Linked DNA regions of Mus musculus: all the other regions are linked to region 1. Evidence: chromatin contacts called from public promoter capture Hi-C data. All regions are on one chromosome and are shown on one strand. The core of a region is the stretch at or near the end of the contact, and the rest is flanking DNA. Distances in the headings are between cores, read along the strand shown.

Region 1 (3,410 bases), core at 598-3,097:
CTGTATTATTGCTGGGTTCTCATAGAGTTCAGGCTTTGATAACCTTGTCTTCCTGATCCTCCACTTTCTATCTGACAAGAGCTGGGATTACAAATGTGCCTTATCACAGATGGCAGAAACGTGTGTTTTGTTTTAGAGTCAGTCTCATGTACTTGAGGCTGGCCCCTGCAGCCTGTACTCTGCAGTGGAGCATATCCTTGGTCTTCTCATCATCCTGTCACCACCTCCCATCTGTGGGGAATGAATAAACTCAAAGCTTTTATGACAAGACTTTCATTAACTGAGCTATATCCCTAAAAATCTATTTTCATATCACCTTACTGTATTTACTATTTGTCCTCCATTCCACTAAAGCTACTTTGGAGATATTTTTATTAGGATACTGTGTATAGTTCTGATTTATTTTAATTCCTCATATTATCCTAGAGTGTGGATATACCATAGTTTATAGGTCATATCCCTGTCATTATTTGCAGTATGCCAAGTTCTCTGTTTCCTTAATGCTTTCAGACAAGAGGAACGGTGGGCTCTTGCCAATAACATTAAATAGGAAGCCTTATTTCTGAACAGAAGACATCACACATTGAACCTAAGAAATAGAGAACTGCTCAAACAAAAAGTACCTTCCTAGAGAAAATACTTAAGAGCTGGTGAACACTAACTAGGAAGGGTAGGATTGTGGGCGCTACTAACGGTAAACTTTAGCAATAGTTATAAGGTGACATTCTTAGATAATTTGCTTCCCCCCTACATCGTATTTTGTAACCAGTAAAACGGTAGTAAATTCTTCATTATTATTCTGGGAATAATAGGAATGAATAGGACAGACAAGGTTCCTGTTTCAGAAACGCAGTCTTTAGTTGACCTCTCAAAAAATTAGTACTCTACTGGGTGTGGTGGTACAAGCCAAGAAACCTGGCCATTCTGGAGGGTGATGTAGGAGGATCACAAATTCGAGAGCAGTTTGTCATCTCAAAAGGAAAACTGTCCACAGTGGTAGAACGCTCTTAGCAAGCTTTGAAATCCTGGGTTCCATCCTCAGTACTGGAAGCGGATGGAAAACCGTCATAGCATTCTGATGATTCTTGGCGTCATGCCTAGGAGTTTTCCACCTTTACTCTGCCAGCAGGTCTGTTTTTAATTCTCTCTGGAGAAGCTAGAATCAGATGCTGCCCTTGTGAAGGCCAGCCACGCTTTAATTACTAATACTTTCACCCAACTGCAAAAATCAGAGACCCCTTTATCCTTAGAGGGATACTTTAGATGTCTATAAGTTTTTTTCAAAAAATGAATAAAATTAAGTCTATGCGAGTAAAGACTTTCCTTTGTTGTGCGGGTTGTCTTTGGATCTCCTATCCCTGCTTGCTGTGAGCAGCGAGCTACTAAGGATATTTCACATGAAATCCGTCTCATCGCATGTCCCTACCCAGCCTGGAAATTTTTTATTAAAACAGGGTCCATCTTCGTTCCTTCATTGTGACAAACTTACTGGTTGCTTGCAAGATTTGATTACATTTGTGGGAGTGGGAAACCACCGAGGCTCCCGTGAAGAAGTCACCCAGAGGTCAGCAAGAACGTCACCACTCAGCCCACAATGCACATCTCGCCTACCCGAACCTTGGACTACTACTATTCATCCGGGCGGAAGCCACTCACCTCGAACCCCATTGGACGAGATGCAGCAAGGACTCATGGGAGCCCGCCTGTCCTTCCGTCTGCCTGTGCCAACCGTCTTCGCTGGGCTCCACGTCCGGTAGTTCGCACGTCGGCGTAGCGGGCTCAGGCCCATTGCGCGCAGGCGCGGTGGCCCGGGCGGCGCCTGCAACGCAGGGGGGTGGGGCAGCGCTGACGCGATTCTGTCCGCGTTGGAGCGGGCGGGCCGCCGCCTGAGTCTCCGCGGCCGCCGTGTGACGTGGCACAGCCGAACACTTAACGCCGCGCCGGAGCCACCGCACCAGACGCCTAGCAGGTCCCGGTCCCGCTACGTCCTGTCCCGCGGCTTCGCCGACACTCCAGCCAGCGAGACAGGTCTTCAGCGTTTTCTCCTCCGCCCACTCGGTTGTGAGCCGGAACCGTGAAGGCCCGAGGGCGCACCAGACCCCCTCCTTTTGACCGTCAAGTGCCACCACCGCTATGGGCCTCACCATCTCCTCTCTCTTCTCGCGCCTGTTCGGCAAGAAGCAGATGCGCATTTTGATGGGTGAGTGAGGGACCGGGGCCGGGGAAGGCCATGTGTCTTCGCCAGCCGGTGGCCCGGCGCCCAGCCTTCTCCGGCTGCGGTGGGGGAGGGCGATCAAGAAGCATCGTTCGGGGAACAATGGGGGCGAGGGGCGAGGGGTTTGTTTCCCACAGAGGCTGAGCCAGAGAGTTGGGCCAGATTTCCTCGCTCCTGGCTTTACGTGCCTTTCTCTTCCTGCTGTAATTGAGAGCCTGGGGAGATTGAGCGGAGATAGATGTAGGGTTAGCTCACACTGGCGGAGCTCATTCTAAAGGTGCCGTTCTCAGGGTGCAATCTTCCTTCCACCTCACTTCCCTGGCGGTGGGCAGCGGTCGAGAGTGAAGCTGGCCTATTCCAGCCTTCCTCCTCCTCCCCCTTTCTTGGTCGTGTACGCCCTGTGCACACAACCATCGGTATGTGGCCCGGGCCAGGAGCCGCCTGGGGCAGGAAGTGACCAGGCCCACTGTGGCGAAGTCACACTTGGTGCTACCCAAGATTCGGAAAAAAAGTCCGGAGACTTCTGAGCTCACTTTGCTTAACTTTGCCTTGCTCTGGATTCGACTTTCTTTTCTCGTGATTATGAAGCCTATTCTGTGAAAATGAAAGTTATCCCATGGCTGTCTTTCAGTTCTAAACCTGTTTGGTTTGCTATCTTTGCTCTTTCATACGAATCTTATCCATTTGGCCTGGATAATAATAAAATCCAAAAGCTTTTAGAGACGAAATCTTTTTTTTTTTTAAACGGATAGTTGTAAAGCACCTCAATTGAGCTACAAAAAAAAAAAAAAATCGTTTGTTTAAAAAGCTGCCTCGCTGTGACAGGTTTTATTGCCCAGCGGAGGCCTTTCGCTTGGGCATTGTAAAGTGGCCTCTCCTTAGTACAGCAGTCTACCTCACAGCTGAGTTGCAAGGACCTGAATGACGCCTTTTAAAAAGCCCCGAGAACACTGAATGTTGACGCTTGTTGAGTGTGAGGAGCAAAGGGTTATTTTGAGCACCCACTCCTATGGAGCGCTTCAGTTTCCGTAGTGCTGCAGAGCGTGGCTGTACAAATTGGCTATTGTTAGTTTGTTCAGCTTCTTTACAATTCATAAAAACAATTGTGCGAGATCCATTCACAAAGCTAAGTGAAAATGTTTTCTTTCATAGTTTTGCAGATACTCTTTATGAAAAGGACAATTATTTTAGGAGG
Region 2 (3,400 bases), core at 376-2,875, 420 kb after region 1:
GGCACCAACAGGAGCTTAGGCAGGAGTGATGGCAGGCTGTCCTGGAGAGGAACTAGTGGATTCCGAGTTATTTTCACCTGCATTTGTTGCATAGCCAAGCAGTTTTCTTAGTTCCCTGTAAGGTAACACATGGAACATGCGGCTTGTATCTCGGAATACCCCCAGCTCAGACACCACTTGCTCTCAAATGCCGACCATGAACCTTTACCAAACACCCAGTGATTTGGAAGCCCCTCTTGGTGATGTATGTGGTCCCCATCTCCCCACTCCCCCAGCAGAAAGCATTCATGCGTTTCTCCTGCCAGGAGGCTAAGAGGGAAGGAAAAGTTGCAGGCAGTCATCCTGGGAAGCTTTGAGGCTGGTTCTCACCCTGGCCACTTCTGCAGAGAGCTTTGCCTCTGGATGAGAACATCTGGAGTTATCTTCCTATCTGTGAGAGCTGAAAAGAGGTGATGGCAGGCACTATTTCCAGCTTCTCTACCTCCCACTCCAGGATGTGTGGGACCAGGAGGCTTGAGGTAGCCCTGTGTTCTGGTTTGGGAATGTGAAGCTGCACGTTCACCCCCCCCCCCCTGTCTTCTTTCAGGTAAAAACAAACAAGCTTTTCTTCCATTTGAATTAGCCTCCTTGGGTATATGGCCAGGTCTGGGTCAGTGCTAGATACCTTTGGGACTGTGTGGGATTTGTGTTCCCAGCAAACAGAGAGTATCTGGATGCTGCCTGCATAGATCTATGTGAAGCTGCCTGCCTACTTTGGGGAAGGACTTGAGATGGTCCACCCTGGAGATGATGTCCACCTGAGCCTTGGGAAGCAGGAGGACGGTACCTCTGGCACTGCCTCCTGATCCACGACAACCTTTTGGCCCCGGGTCCTGATGGGGATGACTAAGATAGAGTGTAGATAAATAAATACCTTCTGGTAGTGCGCCAGTTCTAAGCCTTGCCCAATAAAACACTTCAGAAAGGATTCCTCCCCCGTGCCTTCTTCCTAAGGTGGCGGAAGGAAGCAAGCGGCGGCTGACAGGGAGTTAAACAAACTTGAAGGTAGGTCACATTTTTGACATACCATTTCCCTCTGCTGACCTAGCAGCTGCACTGCAGTCCGAAAGGGGCTTAGCTGTTGCTATAAACTTGGGTTTGTGATAATGTAAACTATTATTAAGATTATCTTTTTATTCATAATTTATGTCTGACGCTCTGTCTGCCTTATTTATGTTCTGTTTAAAACACTCATCTACCTTGGGTGCCCAAAGCCGGCCTCACCCCCTTTGAAATGGAGGGAAGCTTTAGAATAGACTATTTATACCTCTGGTTAAAAAGGGCTCTGGGGAAGAAAGCATTAAAGTGAGGAAGCTCCTGCGCCCAGTGACGTCCCCACATCAAAGATGGGATGCAGTCTTGACACAGAGCATTTCAGTGTATTCCACAGGCTGTGGCTCTTTTCTTGGGATTTTTTTTTTTTTTTTTTTGACTTCCTGAGTTTGCCCGAGGGCCCCCCGCCCCCGTGCCGCTATCATCTGGTAGAAACATTTACCATTAAGGGCATTATGGAAGGAAGTGAGACACCACTTGTACCCTGGCTGGCACTGTGCTGGTCTGGCCTGGCTTCCCTGCACCCAGACAAGAGGAATGCCGGGTGCGTTCTGCCTCAGGTACTCCTGCCTCATTTGTCAGCTGAGAGCTGGTTAGTGCTCGAGCCAAGAAAATCTAATAACTATTTCAGTTTTTAATAAAACGTTTCTCCCACCCTTTGTTTCCCCCTCTGCTCCACCAGAGGAGGAGAACAGACTGAAATTTTAAGCACATCTGGACACTGTTTTTGTAAAACTTACCCTGAATTCCCAGAAGGAATGTGTTGGTTCCCAGTTTTTGAAGCAAAAAAAAATCAAAACAATGCCTTTGTTTGTAAGTCCTGCACTTGTGCACTCTGATGCAGTAGGGAAAGAAGCAGCCATGGTTTGAGAACCCTTAGGCCCAAACACTGCCCATAGGACACCTTGGAGGCATAGGAAAGGCTACGAATGGCCTTTGCCCCCCGCCCCAAGTTCATAGTGGGGAGCGAGAGTTCCCTTTTGGGGGTGACTTTTTCTAATTCTATGGCTGTTGGAGTTAAGGCCATGGTGCAGGGCACTTACATACAGACTTGACTTTGACGCTCCCTCCCACGAAGCCCCCTCTATGAACACTGTAGATAGTCATGTAAGACTGTTCCAGACCGGAGAGCCAGAAGGCTTGCACTGAGAGATGGAGTCCAGCTTCCCTTTCCCAGGGCATGCTTGTGTTCTTAGCTGAAGCTTCTAGAAGCTTTCCATTGTTAAGAAAGAGCTAAGAAAGGGGTTGATAAGGGTGCATACTGGGAGAATTATAAAACTGCTAAAGATGAGCCATAACTCTGCTGTTTTAGGGAAACATAACTCTGGTCAAACTGGCCATTGCAGACTTTTTAAAATGCCCTTAAAAATTATGTTTTAGAAGTTGTACCTACCAGCATTATCGCAGTAGTGTGGTTAGGAGGGTTATAGCTTTACTGATAATAAACCATGAAGAAAATAGTTTTAAAACAACTCTTTGGTATACATATAATTTACCATTTATTAAGGATGAAATCAATTTGCATGCTAATGAGATTGATGCACTTTTAAAATTAAACATAAAAATTAAATCTCAGATTCTGGGGGCGTAGTTCATTAAGTAGAGTACTTGTGTAGTATACACTAAGAGTCCTAGGTTATCCCAGGAGTAAAACATTATAGGTCTTTGTTTTCAATAATTAAGCCTTTAAAAAAAGTAACCAAACAAACAAAATCAAGAGCAGTGAAAACACTGTTATTTGGGATATACAGTAAGTAGTCTGCAGTCCGAGCCAGTGGTGTCGGGTGTTCACTCCATGTGTGTGTCTGATGGAGTTGGAAATGGAGAGCCTGTGTTGTATGTTCACAGCCAAGGCTGTGCTGAGGTCTCTGCCGCAGCGCTGGGTGCTGGAAACACCAGGGATTCCATACACAGTTGACCCCAAGTTTCTTTGTGGCTGTCTCCCGCTCAGGTGGGCTAATCACAAAGCAGACCACGCTCTCTGTGATGCTACTGTCTCAGCTCTCAGAGGTTAAGAAGTTGAAGGAGCTGGGCGTCACCATACATGCCCTTACATTCATTAATTCCAGTGCTTGAGAGGCAAGGGCAGGCAGGCAGGTCTCTGAGTTCCAGGCCAGCCAGGACTCCGTTGTGAAACCATGTCTCAAAACAAGAAACAAACAACAGCAAAAGCTTAAGAAGCTGGGTGATTTAGAAAACTTTTAAATGGTTTATCAGTATAATTATTTATTTGATCAGCTTTTATATAACCATGAAGGTCATTAAAACACCCATCTTGACATTATTTTACCTACAGCCCATTCAGTAT
Region 3 (3,663 bases), core at 795-3,294, 460 kb after region 1:
CCTTTTATGTTGTTGATGCCTGGAAGGTCAAAGCTGGCATTGCATCTGCCACGGATACTAGGCAATTATCCTTACAAGACAAGTAGGGGGAGGGGCCTTTCCTTCACAGGGTTTGTAGCATATTTGGAGCTATTAGCATATTTGGAGCTATTAGCATATTTGGAGTGGTTAGCATATTCAGAGCGATTAGCATATTCAGAGCTATTAGATTATTTTCGACAACACTTTACAAAGGAATTGTTGAATCCTTTTATAATCTAGGCAGCAGAGATAGAGTAAGGTAGTTGGGGACCCTGGGACCTGTTAGTCAGCTTTTGTTTTAAAAAAATGAGGGGGGCTTCCCCCCCTTTTCTGAACCTATTCTGCTGCTTGAGTTAAAAGACTTTCTCTTTGAAATCTCCCAGTGCAGTCTCCCTGGGCTGGACCCATCAGAGCTGTGGCCATCACTGTGCCTCTGGTTGTCATATCTGCGTTCGCAACCCTGTTCACTGTGATGTGCAGAAAGAAGCAACAAGGTATCTGTCTATGCTGTGCCCACTGTTCTCCATCCTCTAGTTTGCAGCAGGCCAAGGGTGGGTACCGACAAAGACAGGGCCTGGGGAGTCCTGCTTTCCTCAGGAGGGGCCTGGGACCCCCTCACACCTCCTTGCTAGTTCCTTGCCTACTGAAGTTCCCAGAATTTAAATGTTTGGCTGTTAATCTCTAGGACCTGGCAATGTCCAGGTATAATCCAGTTTTCAAACTCAGGGAGTCTGAAAAATGAGAACAGTCGTTTGGCGAGTGGCCATCATTGAGAAGTTCTGTCTTTCACCTAGAAAACTGTAGATCTGGATGGAGTTACCCAGATGACTCCAAGGATAAAAGTAATGAAGATGTTAACTTAAGATTTGTGTGCTTTCGGCTGAGCTTGCTATCCCAGTTGGTGGGAGGCTGAGGCAGGAGGATCCAATTCAGGAACTGGAGGCTAGTCTGAGTAATACAGTGAGACCCTTTGTCCAGAAATAATAAATAGATAGATAGATAAATAGGTGAAAAGCCATTTTTGTTGTTGGTTTGGTTTTCTTTACCTTTGTAAATTATACTTTAAAAAGTTTTTCTCCCTCCCTCAGCTTATCTGGCTGCCAGAGCCAGCTCTGGGCCCTTCACTTCACTGGCGGCCATAGGGGCGGATGCTGCGTTTGTTTCTTGGCATGTCCAGGGGCAGTTTCAGGTTAATACAGTGTTTTCACTTTCTGGTACAGTACTACAGAAACCGTGCATGCAGCTTGAGGCTGGAGTCACAGACCCGAGACTCCCAGGTGGAGATGTCAGCTGCTCCTTTTGGTAAATTTACTTTTGAGACTTGGATCTCACGTAGCTCAGGCTGGCCTCCATCTTGCCAAGTAGTTGCTGATGACCGTGACCTTCTGACCTTTCTGTGTCCCCTGTCCCAAGTGCTAGGATTTCAGCCGTGAGACACTGAGCCCTGGGTCATACGGAAAAGACAAAGCTTTGTTTATAGGTGTCAACCTTATGTTCTTTCCCAATTTAGAAAATATATATTCACATTTAGATGAAGAAAGCCCGGAGTCGTCCACATACGCTGCGGCTCTCCCCAGAGACAGGCTCCGGCCTCAGCCCAAGGTCTTCCTCTGCTACTCCAATAAAGATGGCCAGAATCACATGAACGTGGTCCAGTGTTTCGCCTATTTCCTGCAAGATTTCTGTGGCTGTGAGGTACGGAATCTGTTTGTTCTCTTACCCTGGGCAGGATGTGTACGCCGTCTTTCTCTTCCGTGTCATCTCTCCATTGCTGTCCTGGGAACCTACTTACCTAGAATCTTACTTTCCAAACCAGAGTCTGTCTTGAATTTGTCTTGTCTCTTACCAGCAGCAAAGGCTTCGCATGACACACTTATACTTGAAAGCTTTGAGCGCCTCCCACGCGATAGGATGTTCTGTGAGTGCCCTGTCATGGAACACGTGACCAGAGTGTGAGACTGTCTCAGTGGGACGTCAGGGAGAGGACACAATGAAGACAGCTTTTAGGAGTCTAGGCAGTTCCCTGAGGGAGGTTGGCTGGGATTGGGAATAGAGGCTAGGACTGCCCCTGGAAGAGATCTTGGGCACTGGGAGGAGTGTGTAACAGAGGTCTGAGGTCGATTGGTAGGAAGTCATAGAAACCAGTGAGAAGGCCTTAGCTAGAGAGAACCAGGAAGTAGGAGAGAGCGCCAGAGTTTACAGAATGTTTGGATGTCTACGCTGCTTTCTCAGCTTCCCCCTTTCCTCCTCTTCCTCCTCCTTCCTCTCTTCCTACTCTTCTTCTTCCTCCTCCTCCTTCTTTTTTTCCTTACTCTGTAGCTCTGGATATCCTAGAATTCAATTTGTAGACCAGGCTGGCCTCATAGAGATCCACTGCCTCTGCCTCCTAAGTGCTGGGATTAAAGGAGTGGGCCCCTGTGCCCAGCTTTCTTAGGTCTTCTTGAGTTAGCTATTATGTAGCTTTTCCATAAACAATGACACTTAGTCTTTACAGCGGGCTCTTAAGCTGTTGTGAAGGCATGCCCTGTTTGCCACAATTGCAAGTTATCATGTGATGTTTTTTAGTCCATTTGGCCCATTCCTTGGGTGAGACTGCCCTCTGGTGTTAATAAGCTGTATTTAAAGGCTGGTGGGATTGCCTCCTGCTGGGAAAGCGTTGAGTTCAGCAGCTGAATGGCTGCTGCAAACCCCTGCAGACTGCAGCTGTCCGGACAGCACAGGCAGAGGTGGTAGATCCCTGCCCTGTTCTTTTAGACTGCACATAGTTTTTGCTTTAAATAGCTACATCATCTATAATAGTGACTTGCTGTAGCTGCGTTAGCCCAGCTTGTAAAGCGTCTCTGTTTATCATTTCTGATGATTTCTCAAGGATAAACGCCTCACAATGGAATTGCTCAGTCAAAGATTGGAATATTCTTTTTTTTTTAAAGATTCATTTATTTATTATATGTAAGTACACTGTAGCTGTCTTCAGACAATCCAGAAGAGGGAGTCAGATTTTGTTACAGATGGTTGTGAGCTACCATGTGGTTGCTGGGATTTGAACTCTGAACCTTCGGAAGAGCAGTCGGGTGCTCTTACCCACTGAGCCATCTCACCAGCCCAGATTGGAATATTCTTAAAAGTGCTTATGTTTTATTTATTAAGATGAAATCAGCTAGTACAGGGGATTTTTTTGTTTGTTTGTTTTGTTTTGTTTTTACAGATTTGTAAAACATTCCACATATGATTTAACAAACTACACAGGTCAAAAGATTAGTAGACACACTATTTTTGTGTGGTATAGAATCCTAGGGGCCACATATTTTAAGCTACCAGTTAGCTTGAATGTACATAATGAATGGATAGTGTGGAGTTTTTACCTACACTGCTCTGTGCCCCCCGGTGGGTCGCATGCTTCCAGGAACTCTTTGATCCAAGAATGAAAGATACACACACACACACACACACACACATACACACACACACACTAGTTAACTTTGCTAGCTCAAAGGCTAGGCAGTTCTAGTCCTCTGCCTGATTATCATAGATTTCCCTCCAGTACTCCTGAGTCAATGTCCTTTAAATCTATGATCTATTTTTGCTGCCCTTTTCTTTCTGGGTGGCCCCCTAGTATTTGCTGCCCAGGGTGCTTCTGGGCAG

What was found. Promoter capture Hi-C pulls out the DNA fragments that hold promoters and counts their contacts.
Region 2: a contact with region 1 is called in a promoter capture Hi-C map of cranial neural crest. The contact joins the enhancer-like site here to the promoter of Arf4 in region 1. A contact is called at or near these places in 2 of 39 promoter capture datasets (cranial neural crest and frontonasal cranial neural crest) and 2 of 115 datasets of contacts at active chromatin or transcription factors (embryonic limb bud and neural tube).
Region 3: a promoter capture Hi-C map of the HPC-7 cell line shows a contact between it and region 1. The contact joins the enhancer-like site here to the promoter of Arf4 in region 1. A contact is called at or near these places in 15 of 39 promoter capture datasets (the 3T3-L1 cell line, 3T3-L1-derived adipocytes, the HPC-7 cell line and 10 more), 1 of 484 Hi-C or Micro-C datasets (cranial neural crest), 10 of 115 datasets of contacts at active chromatin or transcription factors (astrocytes, embryonic basal ganglia, embryonic brain and 7 more) and 1 of 9 other capture datasets (adipose tissue).

What each region holds. Positions count from the first base shown.
Region 1 is chr14:26,636,287-26,639,696 of GRCm38.p6, forward strand. Arf4 (ADP-ribosylation factor 4) reads left to right here and starts at 1,848. Exons shown (of 6, transcript NM_007479.4): 1 at 1,848-2,200. The coding sequence starts at 2,134.
Region 2 is chr14:27,057,751-27,061,150 of GRCm38.p6, forward strand. All of the region lies in intron 1 of Il17rd (interleukin 17 receptor D), which reads left to right. Among named protein-coding and RNA genes, the nearest start is that of Il17rd, 20 kb to the left of the region's middle. Within about 2 kb of position 1,626, at least 27 of the 459 cell types and tissues checked have an H3K27ac peak or open chromatin away from gene starts, as enhancers often do.
Region 3 is chr14:27,094,372-27,098,034 of GRCm38.p6, forward strand. Il17rd (interleukin 17 receptor D) reads left to right here. Exons shown (of 13, transcript NM_134437.3): 10 at 405-515; 11 at 1,532-1,716. Among named protein-coding and RNA genes, the nearest start is that of Il17rd, 57 kb to the left of the region's middle. Within about 2 kb of position 2,045, at least 62 of the 459 cell types and tissues checked have an H3K27ac peak or open chromatin away from gene starts, as enhancers often do. A contact at or near this core is called in the HPC-7 cell line, adipose tissue, embryonic stem cells and 2 more, where this site is marked.